2 separate regions of the Hordeum vulgare genome follow, and region 2 is linked to region 1. A link is a contact called in public Hi-C data. All regions are on one chromosome and are shown on one strand. Each heading gives the region's core, a stretch centred on a gene start, on an enhancer-like site or on the middle of the called end of the contact. The rest is flanking DNA. Distances are from core to core; before and after follow the strand shown.

The links. Hi-C and Micro-C count contacts between places; a contact is called where the count stands out from the background.
Region 2: a contact with region 1 is called in a Hi-C map of leaf, with 4 times the contacts expected there. The contact joins the enhancer-like site here to the promoter of LOC123446648 in region 1. A contact is called at or near these places in 3 of 6 Hi-C or Micro-C datasets (leaf and seedling) and 1 of 1 datasets of contacts at active chromatin or transcription factors (embryo).

What each region holds. Positions count from the first base shown.
Region 1 is chr4H:471,755,158-471,757,952 of MorexV3_pseudomolecules_assembly, forward strand. It overlaps LOC123446648, which reads left to right and starts at 1,352. Exons shown (of 9, transcript XM_045123215.1): 1 at 1,352-1,509; 2 at 1,588-1,649; 3 at 1,764-1,854; 4 at 1,953-2,039; 5 at 2,154-2,207; 6 at 2,309-2,493; 7 at 2,633-2,715. The coding sequence starts at 1,456.
Region 2 is chr4H:472,160,406-472,163,200 of MorexV3_pseudomolecules_assembly, forward strand. No RefSeq gene overlaps it. Among protein-coding and RNA genes, the nearest start is that of LOC123449012, 250 kb to the left of the region's middle. Within about 2 kb of position 1,411, at least 2 of the 3 cell types and tissues checked have open chromatin away from gene starts, as enhancers often do. A contact at or near this core is called in leaf, where this site is marked.

The DNA of each region.
Region 1 (2,795 bases), core at 102-2,601:
CCAAACAAATTGGAAATAGCGAAGAATTTCTTAAAACGATTTTTTTTAATTTTGTGAACGAATTTTGAAACCGAAAACAATTTAAGAAAACATGAACGAATTTGTAAGCGCGAACAATTTTTGAAATACAAAAATGTTTTGGAAAACATAAACAATTTCTTAATCTATAAACAAATTTGAAAACAGGAGCATGTTACGAACATAGAACATTTTTTTGTAGGAAAGGATATTTTTTGAAATTTGTGAACAATTCTTGAAACGGGAACGTTTTTTGAATTTATGTACACTTTTTAAAGCAGGAACATTTTTTGAACTTACGTACATTTTTTGAAATGGCAAATATTTTTTAGAAAATGAAGAATATTTTTTGAACTTCTCAAACATTTTAAAATCATGAATAATTTTAGAATTGATGAACAAAATTTGAACAAGTTTTCAATTTGTGAACAAATTTTGAAAAAAGAGAAACATTTTTCGTAAAACAGGAACATTTTTTAAAAAAATGTGAAAAGAAGAACATTCTTTTTAAAACTATGAACTATTTATGAAAAAAAATCAAATATCATGCAGTTTTTTGAACATGAGAACAATTTTTGAAATACAACCATTTTTCAAAAGATGAACACATTTTGGAAGCACGGACATTTAAATATAAACTGTGAATGCAAGAACATTTTTTGAAATTCTAAACAAAAACTATAAAATGTCAAACAGAAAAATAGGAAAAGGAAAAGGAACAAAACTGAATGATAAAATTTAAAAGGAAACAATAACATATTTTGAAAAAAGGACATTTTTTAAAAATGGCGAACATTTTTTGGAAAGTTCGGACATCTTTCTAAAATCCCGAACATTTTTTGAAGCTAGGAATGTTTTTGAAAAACGGCAAATATTTGAAAGTTAGAACATTTTTATAAAATCAAGAGCATTTTCTCAATTTGAAGAAATTTTTAAAACATGAACTTAGGTTAAAAAATAATCATAGGAAAAAAGAAAAAAAAATAGAAGCCGAGAAACGAAAAAAGGAATAAAAGGAAAAAACCAAACAGAAAAAAGGACAAAAAAAATGAAGCAGAAACCGGAACAGCCTTCAGCAGAGGGAGATGGGAGTCTAGTTTGTCGCGCCCCTGTGCGTTTGCCCGACTATTTGACGCAAAGAGCGTCAAATAGGGTTTTCCATGCATACAAACGTGCGCGCAGCGTTAAATAGGAAACGCCCGCCAATGCAGCCTTAGCGAAGCCCAGCATCCTTGAACTAAACCACTGGCCCACGAGAAAGACCCACTAGGCCGCGCGAACCCCTAGCCCAGGGCTCTGCACCTCTCCACTGGTGTGCCTCGGTGGCGCGCCTTGGTCGATCCCCCAGACCCGCACACACCCGTTCGCCCCTGGCGGCGCCCCTTCGCTCCCCGAAGCATTTCCTCGAGCAGCTGGTGCGCGCGCGGAGCGGAGGCCATGGCGATGGCGAAGGCCAAATCCACCGCCCTCTCCGCCGCCGAAAAGTGCCGGGTACTTCTCGCGAGCATCCTCTGCGATTCGCTCCTCTTATTTTAGGCTCTGTCGCTCACTCCCTCTCGTCTTTCTCAGAACATCCTGGGCGCCAGTTGGGAAGCCCACCTCAACACGATCAAAGCCGACGCCAAGGGAAGGTGCGCACACCGGTTCCTACATCCTCAACATCTTGATCCATATGCTTGTGCGAGTAGCAGCTAAAATACTAAATTTTCTTGTTCTTGATTGATCTTGCTCGGGGCTGTGAGCAGCAAGGGGGAGGTTTACACGTCGAGGGTGCACTACATGGTCCAAAAGGGCATGCCCTACTTGATTGTCCCCGAGAACGACATGCACAACATTGTATTGCTCTGTATTTTTCTTACGATGGCTGATTGATTTGTAGTAGTGGTTGCTGTTATGTTCTGATGGATTGATTGTATGAAACGGCTGTTGTGTAGAACATTATAATCGATGAGCGGGGTTCTCTCTCGGTGTCCAGTCCAGTCCCAGGCCGCCTTGCCAGCTTGCTCAAGTCACTCAACAAGGTCGGTCCTTTTTCTATAAACTCAAATGCAGCACAATTTGCTGCATGGTTGCTTGATTGCCTTCTCTAGTATGAGTTGTGTCATCGTGGGTGGTGATATTGTTGCCTGGTGCAGTTGCCTCCCCGGGTTGCTATGACCGGTGATGTCCTGCGCATGAAGGAGACAAAGGTAAACCTGTTTTGAAGACTCCCAACATGGGTGAACATGTTTGATTGCCCAGTAGTAGTCAGCAGAGCAGTACTGATTGTGCTTCATACGCTCTTTTTAAGGTCCCGGTTATAGCTGAAAGCCTTAAGAAAGCTATTCTGAAGGAACATAAAGCTGCTAGTGAAGCTACTTATGGGGTTTCAACGGTATTGTCTTCCGCAAGTGCTAGTTGTAGGTCACGCAGCGAAGGTCTCCTCAGCTTGCTCAATGAGGAGAGCTCTTACAATATCTTGAAGTTTGAAATTGGGTGGGTAAAATGTCTTACTGTTTTCTAATATTCATTATCTATTCTTTAGGTTTACCATTGGTGCAGTTAATATCTGTTGGTCATCTGTGTAATTAGTTTAAAGGAGCTATTTGTGATTGCGGAGATATCTATATTGCAGCTCATGTGTCTTCATAGATTCACTTGGGAGCAGCCATAATATTGAGTTGGATACTTTTGAACCACCAAAAGCTGACCTGCTATGTGAGTTTCTACTTAATTGATTTCAGCTTTCCGGGTTTTGTACTTGACGCGATTGTATACCTTGATGTGACAATTGAGTA
Region 2 (2,795 bases), core at 161-2,660, 410 kb after region 1:
CACGTGAACGAACCAAAGGCGAGCTCCATCATCGTCCCTCCCTCATCGGAGTAAAACTTTAGTCTACTAACAAATACAACCGCGAAAAAATAAAAAAATAAAAAAACACACATTATTATCTGTTCTTATTTACATTTTGGAAAAACAGTTTATAATAAACATGTAAGCCAAAAAGAAGTATAAGTAAACAAGTATAAAATTAGTCGTATTTGGATAAATTACTGAAAATAAAAATATAAGATGATAACTTTGATACTCTAATATGGTTGGTTGCAACAAAAATTATGTGCAGTTTATACGTATGAGAAGTATAATGTAAAACAAATAGAAAAATAGAGGTCACCTAAAAAAAGCAACAATAAAGACGTCTTGTGAATTTTCACTCCTAAACCCCGTGTGTTTTAATTAGACAGAATTGTTTTTCACAAACAATAAAAAAAGGGTCCGACCTTGCCCCAAGGTAACTACCCCTGACAATGAAAATCAATAGGACAGAGCCCAGCCCAAAAAAAAACAGAAAAAAGAAAACAAATGGGTAACGCAGTTGCACGAATCCTGAAACATCTAACGATCCAAGGGAGAGGGGGATTGACTGAGACTTTGCGAAGTTTTAGTCGACTGAGATTTAGCATCTCCATTTAAGAATTCACTAATAATTTTTAAACTCACGATCATATTCCAAATTTCGTGAACATGTTAAGAAATTTGTACTGATTTTCAAACTTATGAACATTTGTTGAAACTCGTGAATATTTGTTGAAAAGAAGTAAAAAATAATTTTTTTTTAATTTTTATGCGATATTACTACTCAATATTCTGGATGCTTTTTAAATTAAGAACATTTGTGAATAACTAGAATTCTGATGGAACCTTTATATGTTTTAAAAATTTTGATTTTTTTTTAAATCTGAGAACATTTTGCAAATTCATGAACATTTGTGAAATTTCACAAACATTTTTTTTAATTCGTGAACATATATTTAGAATGCTTGGAATTTTCGAAATATTTGAATATCTTTTCAATCGGTTTTATTCTTCTGAAAAAATAATGTTATAATTCAGGAATATTATTTAATCATCAAATATTGTTTGAAGCTCATAACCTTTTTCTAATCCATGAACATGTTTTGTATTTACAATTTGTTTCTTAATTAACTATTTTTGGAACATTTTTCAAATTGGTAAACATTTCAAACTAACTGTTAACTTCTTTGAATTCTGGACATTTTCCCTAATTTGTGAATATTTTTGAATTGCTGTGGACGTATTTGCAAATCCGTAAATAAAAATATTATGAAAGCAAAATTGAAAAGAAACAGACGGAATGAAAAAACCCTTGGCACCTTGACCCGGAATGGGCCAGGCGAAAGCGCGGGCGGGGGGTTTACAGGAGCGCCCGCCCTGCCCTAAGCACGAAATAGGGGAAAACCCTATTTGCCGCAAGTTGAGGCAAATTGCCGTGCCTTCGCACAGAGTGAACACGAGCAAAGATGATCTGGGCCGGTACATTAAGGGATGCCAGTTTGGGAACCTTCTAGACTTTCCCAGTCATTTTTTTCGGTTTTGGGAACTTTCTAGAAGATTCCCTAAACCGGTTTTTCTTTTTTTTTCGGTTCCTTTTTTCTTTTCTGTTTTTTTTTCTGTTTCTGTTTCAAAAATGTTCTGCAATTTCAAAAAATGTTCTATAATTTGAAAATATATTCCGGAATTTGTAAAAATCTCCTAGAACTTGAAGAAATGTTGCAAATTTTAAATATTTTTCCAGAATTTGAAAAACTGTTCCAGAATTTCAAAAATGTTCCGGAATTTGAAAAATGTTTCAGAATTTGAAAGAATGTTTTGTAATTTGGAAAAATGTTCCACAATTTTGAAAAAACATGCCGTAATTTTAGAAAATGTTCTGGAATTTTTAACAAAATGTTTAGGATTTTTCTGAAAAATATTCCCAAAAAATAATGTTCCAAATTTTAAAGAATGTTCGGGAATTTGAAAAAAAATTCCGGAATTAGAATTGTTTTTCCGGAATTTGGGAAAATGTTTTGTAATTCAGAAAAATGTTCCAGAACTTGAAAAAATATTCCGGTATTTCAAAATTGTTCTTCATTTTCTAAAACATGTTTTCCTTTTCAGAAAATTTTCGCAAGTTTAAAAAATGTTCGTTTTTTAAAAAGTGTACATAAGTTGAAAAAATGTTGCCGATTTTAAAATTATTTACAAATTTCAAAAAATGTTCTTTTCTAAAATAATTAGTCTAAGGTTTTCAAATGCTCCTGTTTTCAAATTTATTTGTGTTCTCATAAATTCTCCAGAAAGTCAAAATGATTTCCATTTTGTAATTTTATTCATAAATACAATGGCTGTTTAAGTTTCATAAATTCAAGAAAAAATGTAACCTTTTAGAAAAAAGAGAAAGAGAAACACAAAATAAAATAAGGAAGAAGAGAAAAAAAGAAAAAAAATAACTAATAAACAGAGGAAAAAACCGAGTTGGTTAATTGGCCGGCCCAGTCGCTTCGCTAGCGAGGACGGCCGAGTCGTTTCATCCCTCCTGTGCGAGCCATTGCTATTGGACGTGAAATGCGTCCAGTAGGAGGTCCCGGAAATAGGAGCATTTGTGATTCTTAGGATAGGGACATCCAGAGGAGCGGTGCTGGGCTGGCACAATGGGTATATTTGGTTCTTGTCCTGAAGGAAATTTGCCTAGCCGGAAGGCTTCTTGAGATCTCCGTGGACATTGTTTGGTTGGTGCGTGGATACCTGGATGTTGGAAATCTAGGTTGGTTGTAATGTGAGTA